Linked DNA regions of Mus musculus: region 2 is linked to region 1. Evidence: chromatin contacts called from public promoter capture Hi-C data. All regions are on one chromosome and are shown on one strand. Each heading gives the region's core, a stretch centred on a gene start, on an enhancer-like site or on the middle of the called end of the contact. The rest is flanking DNA. Distances are from core to core; before and after follow the strand shown. Region 1 overlaps Osbpl8 (oxysterol binding protein-like 8). Region 2 overlaps Nap1l1 (nucleosome assembly protein 1-like 1).

Region 1 (6,081 bases), core at 2,504-5,003:
TAACCAAATATTTGTCACAATAGTTTTCAAATATAAGCTCAAGTTTTCTACATCTTATTGACCATTTAATGCCTAAATGATAGCTTTAAAGTATCTAATTTCATTTAATAAATATTATACTGTATATAACATATAATTTTCTTAGCAAAAATTAACTCCACATGAATAAGTCTAGCAAAAAATATATACCTAGAAAACTTTACTGTCGTCAAGAATTAAAAGGTTGTAAGAAAAGCACATATGATAAACATTAATTATAATGACTCCTTTACAGAAATGGCTAATCATGTTAAATGTCTGGCTTTCATCTGCTAATACCTCTGTCAATACCATTTCTTTACAGGAATATATATGTATTATATATCAAATTCGGAAATGTTTTAACTGTCATCAGGGTCATATATTTACTACTACATTAAATCAAAATGCACATGATAAAAAAATCAAGATTCATATTTTACTGACTCGGAGCTCTCAAGTTTCAGCTGAAGAGACTAGTACAAGAAGATGAGGGAGAGCCCGGCTACAGATAGGCAGCTACTGAAAGCTAAGCTTTCACAACACACTTGTTTAAATGAAACATGATGTTAAGATTTTAAAAATCCCCGTATTATTTTCATTAAGAAAATGTAAGAAATTAAGGCAAGAACACAAGATGAAACAAACCAACCTTGTAAGGAAGGAGAAAGTTCATTGTATCCTCCAAACGAAGCATTCCGGACGAGCTTTCGGCCATCAATTCGTGGAGGGAATAAAACAGACGAAACCCCAGTACATGAAGAAAATCTACGATGCTGTGAACTCTCTTCTTTCATGGTTTAGAAGGTCTATTTAATATAGATGCTCACCCAGAAGGCTAATTAGCCCAATATGGCAAAGACAGGCTTTTCTCTCACATCCAAATGTAGCAAACCAGCACAAACAAAGGACACACACATTTAACAGCAAAGGAGGACCAGAGACTGTCAAATCAGCAATAAACAGATAGAGAGACTGACGGCAAAGGCACTGAGCCAGACAACTGGTTCCTTTTTAAAAACGAGTTGATTAAAGGGCTATTCCACTAATGCTTTACGATTGTATCAAAGAAACGATGCCCTGCACTGAGCTGCTCACTGCTCTAGAAAAACAAAGCAAGATCAATACTTAGCCATTTTCGATGAAGTAATAGGGTTCTTTCTTCTCTCAAGACGACAAGCCTGTCATTACATCTATTATATTTCTGTAGTATCTGGCCACATCTCCCTCTTCTCCCGACTCTTCTCTTTCCAGCTTTTGGTTACTTCAAAAACAGATCCCAACATTATACTGTTTATCTTTACTGAAGCTTCTAGATTTATATCTAATCTGCTGCTTGTCTTGGCCATGATTAAAATTTCACAAGGAAAGATATTCTTTCAAGTACAATTTTGGTGGATCAGAGCTGCTAAAGCAGAGAATTAACATGTAAGTTTTACTTCTAAGAGGAATACAGGAGTCTTAGGGCACCGTGAATGTGAGCCAATCAACACAGAAGATTAAACGACAGCATAAAGACGCCGCACACCCTTGGAGCATTAGCTGCTTCACTTCCTCTCCCCTGTGTTTGTTCAAAATACATAATCTACCAATGACTTCTGTCCATACAAAAACAAATCATTTGTTATCTCAAAAGTAATAACCTATACCATCTCTTTATGCCTAACTTTTAAAATTCCCAAGAACTCATTTTATTAAATTACTTTTGCCTTACCCTATCTTACTCCATTCAAGTTAAACTTAGTGGTTTATTCTTATAAGAACTTTGCCCTAAGATTCAGTTTCTTTCTTACCATGCACACACTTTAAATCTGAGTTTGGTTCATATAAAACATCAGTCCATATAACCTTAAGAGTATTTCTTCTTAAGGGGGGAAAAGCATTTAAAAACTCAGTTTCCAATAATGTGGGTGGTACATGCCTTTAATCCCAGCACTCAAGGGGCAAAAGCAGGGGGTCTACATAGTGAGTTCCAGGGCTACATATAAAACAACCAAACTTCCTGTATAATGCTATCCCTGCCCACCTTGGGCAAAGGCATTTCAAAAATCATTGTTAAATTAAGTTTATGGAGCTGTGGTGCTGTCATCTGAGGGCCTCTGTTTTTGCCTTGTTTCACTCTTCCCCATACCATAAAATGGAAATTAATAACCATAGACAATCAGAAAATTATAATTAATTCATACAGTTAGTGCTTGCCTTTAAAGGAATAAAGAAGGTATCACAAAAGGCATTATCCTCTTACAGTTAAGTAGGGTTTAAACTTAATAGGGTCTCCATTTCCTTATCTATAAAATACTAAGAGTAGCATCTATATTATAAGATTATTGTGTGAAGTCTACAAAGGTTCCGGGTAAAAACATTAGAATACTGAGTTCTCTCCTAAAGTTCAAGGAACATCAGAGGAAAGAAGTTGCTTTTGCTTTTGTTTTTAATGACCATAAACAAGGATGGGAATACAACTGCAACACAAATTTGACAGTGAACCTAAGATGCACAAATATAGGTGCAAAGAGGCACAAAAGCCATGTCACACGTCAGTCTTTATATCAAAAAGTCCTTTTGTATACAATTCACAGCAGCAAATTACACTGGATTGCGTGTCAAATGGATGAAGTAATAATTTAAAATATTCAAGTGAGACACACAAGCAATGTCTTTAATATCTCAAAGAGAATGGTGTCCCACTTAGAAATCTTTTTGTTTGTTTGCTTGTTTGTTTGTTTTTTGAGACAGGGTTTTTCTGTGTAGGCCTGGCTGTCCTTGAACTCAGAAATCCGCCTGCCTCTGCCTCCCAAGTGCTGCGATTAAAGGCGTGCGCTGCTGCTGCCACCACCACCACCCAGCCCCATTTAGAAATCTTAACCCTGCCAAACTCTCAATTATGCACATTAGAATATATTAACAATATTTAAGATACTATAGGTTTCAAAATCCTACTTTTCTTTCATGTTTTATTTACTTTTGCATGCTTTTAAAGAGTCATCAAGCGCACCTCTTGTCACTTGTGGTTCTAATACAGAGTCAAATTTGATGCACAAAGGATGCAGTGTTCAGAGGAGTTCTCCCCCCAAGCGTCTGTATCATCTCCAACCAGATGCTATGGGACTCTCTCCCCAAGCCGCTCTTCTCTGTCTGGCAGAACTGAGACAATTCTCATGTAAATAATTTCTTCTAGAGCTTACTTCTGTCCAGCACACTTAGAAAAGACTGTACAACATACACTGTACAGCATATATACTGTACAAAAAAAAGGTAACAGTAAATCAGCACTGTTTAGGATATAAAAGATCACCAAGTCAAATAGCTCCTTTCACCAAAAAGTCCCCTACCAGGGTACCATCTTTCTTGGGTCTCCTTCACCCAGGTTCTTCTCTGGCCTGTAGCGTTTCCTAGTGTCTATTAGAATTGTCTCTTTCCCTAGACTCACAGTTGAGTTAACTGACAATACCTCTAGTACAAGAAGGTGTCCTACTTTTCATTTGATAGGCTACACAGTACAGACTACTTCTGCCGTCTTCCTGCTATAGCAACAGCCCAGAACCACACCACAGGCAATGCTGAGCACTCACAACGACTAAACAGTCCTTTCACATGGAGCATTTGGTGACTGTTGCAAAATAACTGACAGACAACATTTCAAAGGAAAAAAGAAGGGTTTAGGCCCATGGTCCCGGATGTTTTAGTCCATGTTTGCTTTGGCTTGCCCTATTGTTAGGCATGCAGTGAGACAGAACACCTTAGTGACAGCAGCATGTGACAAAACCTGCTTACTTCACAGCAGCCAGGAGGCCAAGGAGACACCAGGACCAAGATTTACCTTCTACTAGACTATTCAGAAGCTAGGCTTTATTAAAGGCTTATTCCATTCATGAAGTTAGAGCCCCAGAGATCCAGTTACCTCAACAGCCCCAACACCAGGGGACTAAGCCCAAAACACATGAGCCTTTGGGTTCATTGATATCCAAACCATAACATGACTCTTAGTAGATTCTCAAAGAAATCAAGGCCACGCTACAACCCAGAGTTTTTTGGCTTATACTTCTCCAGCAATACTGCCCCTTTACACAAGGACTTGTTGAATAGGCTGAAGATATTTGGACAGAGGCTCTCTCTGTAATTTGAGTTCCTATAGAATGAACTACAAAACAACTTGCTTATAAATGAATGTGAACTTAACTTGGTCTAATTTTGCAACAGAAAATCAGATGTCTGCCAAGACCATAAAGCCACTGAGCTTCAGCCAATTACAGGCCACGCTCAAACGAGGCCAGAAGCTCATCTTGTACTCCACTTGTGAGTTCTGTCTGTCAATATTCAGTGCCCCATACTGCAGAGCAGAACTCTTGGAACCTCTGTCCGGTATGAAATGCTGCCCAATACATGAATTACTCTTGTTCAAATAAACTATCAAGTTTATCTAGTTTTTCTTTGAACACTTACTTAGTCCTTCCAAAGAAACATTTTAGATATGCACATATGATAGTACCATTACTATAAATACAAGTCAAGAGAAAGCCACAGGTGACATGGGTCCAGCAGGCGTGACACTACAAGCTGATTAGGAGCTGCCTCTGAGGACTTCTGAGCACTAAGCAATGATCCCTTCTCATTATGCATTTTCACGGAATAGTCTATTGTACACTTACAGATAGTCATTTCCTTTTAACGAAAGCTGTTCAATTGTTGCCTAATGCACAGAAAACACAAATAGAAGCTACTGTGACGCACAGAATTTAAATTATAATTTTATACTCATTTGTTTGTTGGTTGGTTGGTTGGTGTGGGCATGCAGAGGGGAGCAATCAGCCCATGGCGTACTTAGAGGTCAGAGGGTAATTTGCAGGGACTAGTTCTTTCCTTCCATACCATTTGGGTCTCGGAGATCAGACACAACTCTAACTGTCTGGCATATTATAACAGTAATTTTGTTGTAATTTTAAAAAATACACTGGAAATCTGGCTCTACAAAGAACTGAAAATGACAGCAGCCAATGGAACTGAAGCCCTGTTATTACTTTGTAAAGAGGACAGTAGACTCTCCCAGAGTTTCCAAACAAAGGAGATTAAATCCCAACAGCAAGAACTAACTAGTAGAGGTAATATCTGATCATCCTTAAAGAATCTTAAGTTAAAAATATACTTAAAACATTTCTTTTCCAAGAAAAAAAAGTCCCTTGTTACACTTATATTCCTCTTTCTACTCTGATGAGAACAAACAAAAACAGCAACTCAAAAGGCCTGACATGCTAGGCCAGACCTCCCTGCAACCTCTACAAAGACGCTTAGAACAAAGCTGGATTAGTCATCTTCATTTTCAATAAACGCTTTCAAGGTATTGTAGTTTCTTTTGTAGACACAGTGTTAAATATAGATATTATAACATTGGCAAGAGGAATTTAAAAATATTCTATTCTTATTTTCTTAATTTGCAAAATGTTGATTTTCATTATGTTATAAAGCAACTTCCTAAACACAAGGAATTTGAAACCAGATAATAACCATATTAAAAGAAGTCTTTGTAACTTCAGAATTAGCATTAAGACCCCTAAACCTCAGAAGGTGACACAGCCTGTAATCTAGACTATTTCTAACAAAACTCCTATGGCTGGAAGCCAGCAACAGGACTCGGGGTAGAGTTAAAGATGAGGGACAGGGAAAATCAAAGTCCTCTTCCAACAATACCGGTCTCATGGGATATAATACACACACATTCAAGAACATATCCGTGTGCTATGGCCAATACAGGTTCAGAGCATGTTCAAACGTCTTACCGAGGAAGGAAGAATTGCTTCGGTTCATGGAAGAGCGTGACTTCTAGGTGCCTGTACCTGTGAACCCCTCTACTAAAGGTTCTCTTGTGTCTGTCATCTGAGATTATAGCAGCAGCGCCTACCATAGCCCTGGGGAATATGATACAACCCTCGACAGTAGAAAGCTGCTGCGCAGAATCTCTCTTTTACACGCACATTTTCTATTAGCTCTAGCTACAGACTCCTAGTATTTTTAATTCTGCCAGAACAAAGAGGGAACTGACTTTGGGGCTAAGAGTACTTACTAAAG
Region 2 (6,081 bases), core at 1,141-3,640, 240 kb before region 1:
TCAACCTTAACTATCATTTAGGTCAGTCATATCTAAATAAACGACCAAGTGCCCCTTCTTTCCATCTCCCCACAAAGACAGCTCTTAGACACGAAGCTACACCCTCAACTCAACCCTGAAAAGATGTGGCTGTAAGACCCTGATCCTTTATTCATAAACAGCACTGGCCACAGTTGCCACAGAAAGGGTTATTAGCTGATCTCTCCTCATGCAGGCCCTTAAGCACCATCTGCCTCATCAGTCCCAGGCAGACACCTTAAATAGTTTCCCCAGGATAGTTTATCTTTCACTATCTTTACTTTTAAAAAGCTTAAATTCCACAGGAAGAGTGAAGTACCGAATCTCAAGCCCCGAAACCAAACATGCACATACTTAATTAAGAAACCAAACATGCACATACTTAATTAAGAGCACCTAGTGCCCAGTTTAATCCCATACTCCAACCGAACTTTTGAACTTGTCTGTACACAATACTACAAAACTATAAATATTTAAAACTTCTTTTACCATAGGCTGGCCAGCATCCGAAAACTTCACTTTAATATCTTTCAAGTGCTTCAGAATAGGTTCATCATGTTCCTTCAAATTAAAATAACAATTAGCATTTAATAGGGCATTTTAGGGTCGATGTCCTGTTACCACACAGAAACTAGTGGTTATAGGGAGTGTCTTGTTACAGATGTTTTATACAGTAACTATGAACCCTAAAACTTCTTCACCACAAGTCTGACACTAAGCTACCTCATACTGTGGTTCTTCAGCACACTGCCTGCCCAGGCTGAAAAATACGAAAGTCTAAGAAAGGCTCTGTTTATTTTACAATAATTCCTGCTTATCTGCTGTGGTTTCAAGCTGTTCGTTCCTTCCTTCTCTACTGTGGCAAAGCAGAAATGCACTCACACTCATCCCTGAAGATCAGTCCTTTCCACTGCTAATCCCCAAGTCACAAGAACAAGAGAGGCCGTTTACCAAAGAAGTGGACATCTGTGTTGGTTTTTTTTAATAAGTGATATAAGTAGCTTTGCATTTTAAGATGCAAATTCCCCCTGGATTAAAACAAGTTTCAAACTGAAAACTTTTAGTGCAATACAAATTAAACACTAGTATTTTTTCACCAACCCTACCTTGATACTAAGTACAGAAAAACAAAAAGGTATTATAAACAGTGAGAAAGCACCAACTAAGAATGATCAAAGATACCACTTCATTAATGAATTTTAAATTATTCTGATAACCAAACCTGAATTTTCTTTATATAAAACCATAAGGAACGCCGGGCATGGTGGCACACATCTTTAATCCCAGCACTCGGGAGGCAGAGGCAGGTGGATTTCTGAGTTCGAGGCCAGCCTGGTCTACAAAGTGAGTTCCAGGACAGCCAGGACTATACAGAGAAACCCTGTCTCAAAAAACCAACCCCCCGCCCCCCCCCAAAAAAAAACAAAAAAAATTTTTTTTAAATCATAAGGAAACCACAGATATCAAGATTTTCTTTTGAGTTAACAGGTGGCTTTGTGAATTAAATTACCTGAACCATGTCACTGAGCAAGTCAACATTCTTAAACACTGTCAACCAAAATTCAGGAATTCCTTTCGGGTCTTCTTTTTCTTCATCCTTTTTCTCATCTTCAATCTTGGCCTTTTCTTTCAGCTCCTCCTTGAAAAAGGCCAGCAAACAACGTAATGACTACTATGATAAGTCTCCTGATAAACCTTCAACTAACACATTGGAAAACTTCAATCCCATAGCAATCAATGCTCTCATCGCCACCTTAGAAAGACCCACCACGCACATCAAGAACTTGAAGAGTCAGTAACAAGATCTTTAACCACAGCAAACAAAAACCTTGTCCAGTGTTCAGCTTGAGGTCCTTACTCAAATGCCCTGATCATACCCTGCAGAGCAGCTACGTTAAGAAGCATGGTCCCCTAGCTCAGCACAGCCTTCCCTCACCGCCGTCATCCTTCACTGCAGGCAGGTAGGTCACAGCAAAGCTTTTCACCTGAAAATCACATGCTCTTCCAACAGTCCTCAAAAGCTCAAAGGAAACTACAGGAGACGCTTGAAATGCAAAAGGAGGCACTGCCAGGCTGAGGAATAGCTCATCTTATCCCCAGTATTTACAAAGTTGCTTATAAATGCTACTTCAAACAACTGGTTATGGTCCATCCTAGCATCTAAAATACAGGAAACTACAAGGTACTAACCGAAACTTCATCCTCCTCATCTGGTTTCCACTCGCATTCTTCTTCTGTAGGTTCATAGATTGCATTAATGATCTCAAATCGCTAAAATAAAGAGACAGCTTATGTAAGAACATTAGCACCCAAACCCTGACACTCCTGGTTTCTGGGTTAATTAGTAACTACCTACCACAGCCTTTAATCCTGGCCACTGCTGCTCTCAGACACCTCTAATACCTCCTCCCCCCACTGAGAGATCCAAGTACCAAGCCTGTCTCCTGAGTTACCTTACAAAGCAGTATAAATAATTACCTTATCAAATAAAGGCTGATAGAGAACAGCATACTTCCTCTCGAGATCATGAACTTCCTCATAGAATTTGGCTTCTATCTGTGCACATTTAACCTGAAGATTCTTGAGAGCATTCACTCGTCTTTTGACTACCTTAGGCAAGCTGAAAAGTTACAGAAAATCAGAAAAACACAAGTCACACTTTCCATACAACATTCAAGTGGGTAAGTTTCTGAGTTGAAGCAAGGAATTTAAAGTAACTAAAATTCAAAAGACATACAGATCCTTTTATTATAAAAGCAAGTAGGACAAATCAATAGAAACCAAACAAAACAAAATATCCAGACAAACACAAGAAATACCCTTAAGCCAGGTTGAATTCTTTCCAAATTTTTATAAAATAATTCTTGACCTAACCACTGAAGTAGTTACAATTAAGAAATTCAACTATTATCAGTTCACTCAGATCAGTTTTTTTCTACTTCTCCCACAAGCCTGACAGCTTAAGTCAGATTCCGCAGAATCTGTAGCGACAGCTAGACACGCCAAGAAGCTACATCGTCAGCCTGAAGCCAGATCAAACAGGGTTCGGGTCTCAAAACCAACCGATAAACTTAATTAAGGAAGTAACTTGGGCTGGTAAGTTGGCTCAATAGTTAAAAGCACTTACTGTTTTGCAAAAGACCTCAGTTTAATTCCCAGCACCACATGGAACTTGTAAACCACCTGTAACTCCAGACCCAGGAATCCAAAGCCCTCTTATGTGCACACTATGTTCATGGAGGCCCAACACTCTTATACATTAAAAAATAAATTAATTAATAAAAAGGAAAATCTTAAAATAAAGTAACTTAATGCTTTAGCTTATAATCCAAATAAAAATACATATTCAAATTGTGAAAATTTGAATATGCATCTTAATGTTAGAATAAAATATAGTCAAAGAATCTACAAAATATAAAGGCATGAGTACACATATACACCATATATTTAAATGTTTACCAGTCTACAGTGAGAGCTGGAACCCATGTTTTTACATATCCTTTTAACATTTTAACATATCCTTCCTAGAGACTTCCAGACTAAACCAAGTTATTACAGGGAAATACAGGTAACTTAAACAGCACCCATTACACCTTAGTTAGCATCAGGATGTAGTCTCTGCTCTGCACTTAGTTTTTATTATTATTGCCCAGTTGGGGGAGCTGTGTATGGTCAAAGGACCACACTGAGAAGTGAGAAAGTTCTCCTCTTTCACTTTGGTATGGGTTCCAGGCATTAAGTTCAGCTATCAGGCTTGCATCACAAGAGTACCAAATAGTTTACCTCCTAAGCTACCCACCCAGAGGTATTTACAAGTTACAAATGGCGCAGTGACTAAGAGTGTTTGCTGCTCGTGTAGTTCCCAGCACCACAGTGGGTCACTCACTGTCACCTCTTAACTTCTAGGACCTTTCCTAGGCTCCTTGGGCAAGTACACATGCGCACATGAAGGCCATGAAGGACAGATTAGACTGAGAGGCAATGCTAAGAAAGTACACAATTGGCCAGGAATAAGGGAGAGAGCAGCAGGAAACGCAAAACAAGTCCAAGGTAAAACTAAGAGCCTGGTCATGAGCTAGCTCAGGCTTCAATCCCAGCACCTGGGAGGAGAGGCAGGGAAATCTGAGTTCGAGGCCAGCCTGGTCTACAGAGAAACCCTTTCTGAAGGGTGGGAAATGAGGATGCTAAGAAACATTAGCAAGATCAAGACAACTGCCTATTTTAAACCTAATCTACATACATGTTTAGAATATAGCAAACCAAAATTAACACAAAAGAAAACTTAGACAAACCAAATTAGATTTTAAAATCAAATGCTAGCCAGGCATGGTGGTCGTACACCCCACCCCTTTATTCCCAGTACTTGGAAGGCAAAGGCAGGCAACATTTCTGAGAACTCTAAGTCAGCTTGGTCTACAAAGCAAGTTCCACGCCGGCCAGGACTATAAATTATTCAATGATTTTAGCAATGCTACTGGATACACTAATTTTTTTAAAAGAAAAACACAGCAATTCTCCATATAGCAGAAATACAATATAAAAGAACACTATTCACAGCAGGAATACCATATGCAAAATACAGAAATGAATGGAAGCAATATTCTATGAACTGCTGAGACAGTCAGTGTGTGCTGTGACTACAAGTACACAGACAAGACGATGGTAAGAAGATACACTACTCTGCCAATCCATGAACCTGAATGCAACCAATATCAAACCTTAAAAATTAAAGAACTTGAGAGCCCTGTCAACCCCAAAGGTCTAGGATAGGACAGTATGAACGGAAGGAAGCATCTTGTCATCTGCCAGATCTACTGAGGTCATGTGACAAGAACAAGCGTCTTGATGACTTGAAAATTGCAGAGTTGGGTGGAAGCAACTCACCCTCTCAGATACACACATAGTACAAAGCCGCAGTGTCTAAATGTGTAATAGAAAAAAAGAATAGCTCAGTTAATATAGTTTTGTAAGAACTTACTAAAAATGGATGTTTACCTGGAATGAAAGACCTAAATTAAACTAGCCACCAAGAATATAGGAGCTAAGACTTCCAAACCAATTTGAATCCACAAACATAAATTGAAAAACAGGCCAGCCATTTTGCTAATATAAAACTTAAAGATTTCTGTTTACTGAAATATTTTTACAATGCTAAGATGAAAATATGAGTATGCAAAGATTTCCATAAATATTCTAACAAAATGAAAGTAATGTCAGTGAGAAACTGGACCAGGGACAAATGGACCACAAGCCTCATCCATCTTCTGAAAAGCAGCTGCCAGAAATACAAGTAAGACAAGATCACACCTTCCAGACTGGTTTACAGTAAGAAAATCATCTACAAAGGTGGATGCCAACTGCTGGCAGACATGGAAAAAAGCCACCTTTACACTAAACATCCAGCATGTCTAGGAATCTTGCTACAAGACTGGCACAGGTAGAGTGTACAGTTCTGTATGAGTAAGTACAAAATGCTGTGCATCCATCCAGTACAATCTGGGTCAAGATAGTCCTATTAAAGGAAAAGGAGGTAAAAGACCAGGAGACACAGAACTGGGAAACACATCTCCAGTAAGCATGGAAAGACAGAACAGAGGGACCTCAAAACTAGAAAACTGAGCAATTTTAAGCCTTAAATCACAAGAAGTCATCTGTCTTTAAAAACAGAAATCTGTATTTCTAGTTCTGTACATTTCAACAAACTTCTAAACAAATCATAGAAATGGCTAAGATCAATACACCTCCTACAGACATGAACCAAGCAAGTCAAGACCCAATCTAAACAGATGTTTTCATCATAACTCCCCCAAATTTGATACTAGACACTAACAGACATCAGCTTTCCAGGATCACACAGATAAAGGAAGATAGGGGGAAGAAAAAAAAAAAAAGATCTTGTACCTTTCAATGTATCCTGTTGGTGTGTCTACCAGACCATCAAGTCTTTCCTGAAGAGCTGCAAGAATCTGAGGATTTTGCATCATCTGAACAGTTAGCTGACGTGCTTTTAAAAAGAAAGGGGCATTGAAAGAGGGGTTCATGAAATTGTTTCTGCTTTGGTTT

The links. Capture Hi-C pulls out chosen DNA fragments and counts their contacts.
Region 2: a contact with region 1 is called in a promoter capture Hi-C map of liver. The contact joins two enhancer-like sites. A contact is called at or near these places in 11 of 39 promoter capture datasets (3T3-L1-derived adipocytes, the C10 cell line, the HPC-7 cell line and 8 more), 2 of 15 datasets of contacts at CTCF or cohesin (CD8 T cells and the NIH/3T3 cell line), 22 of 484 Hi-C or Micro-C datasets (3T3-L1-derived adipocytes, CD8 T cells, the G1E-ER4 cell line and 12 more), 11 of 115 datasets of contacts at active chromatin or transcription factors (embryonic basal ganglia, embryonic fibroblasts, embryonic limb bud and 5 more) and 3 of 9 other capture datasets (adipose tissue, liver and pancreatic islet).

What each region holds. Positions count from the first base shown.
Region 1 is chr10:111,243,238-111,249,318 of GRCm38.p6, reverse strand. All of the region lies in intron 4 of Osbpl8 (oxysterol binding protein-like 8), which reads right to left. Among named protein-coding and RNA genes, the nearest start is that of Bbs10, 52 kb to the left of the region's middle. Within about 2 kb of position 3,753, at least 8 of the 459 cell types and tissues checked have an H3K27ac peak or open chromatin away from gene starts, as enhancers often do. A contact at or near this core is called in liver, where this site is marked.
Region 2 is chr10:111,486,585-111,492,665 of GRCm38.p6, reverse strand. Nap1l1 (nucleosome assembly protein 1-like 1) reads right to left here. Exons shown (of 16, transcript NM_015781.5): 4 at 5,920-6,022; 5 at 2,497-2,638; 6 at 2,209-2,289; 7 at 1,529-1,657; 8 at 508-579. Among named protein-coding and RNA genes, the nearest start is that of Gm25117, 8.1 kb to the right of the region's middle. Within about 2 kb of position 2,390, at least 15 of the 459 cell types and tissues checked have an H3K27ac peak or open chromatin away from gene starts, as enhancers often do. A contact at or near this core is called in liver, where this site is marked.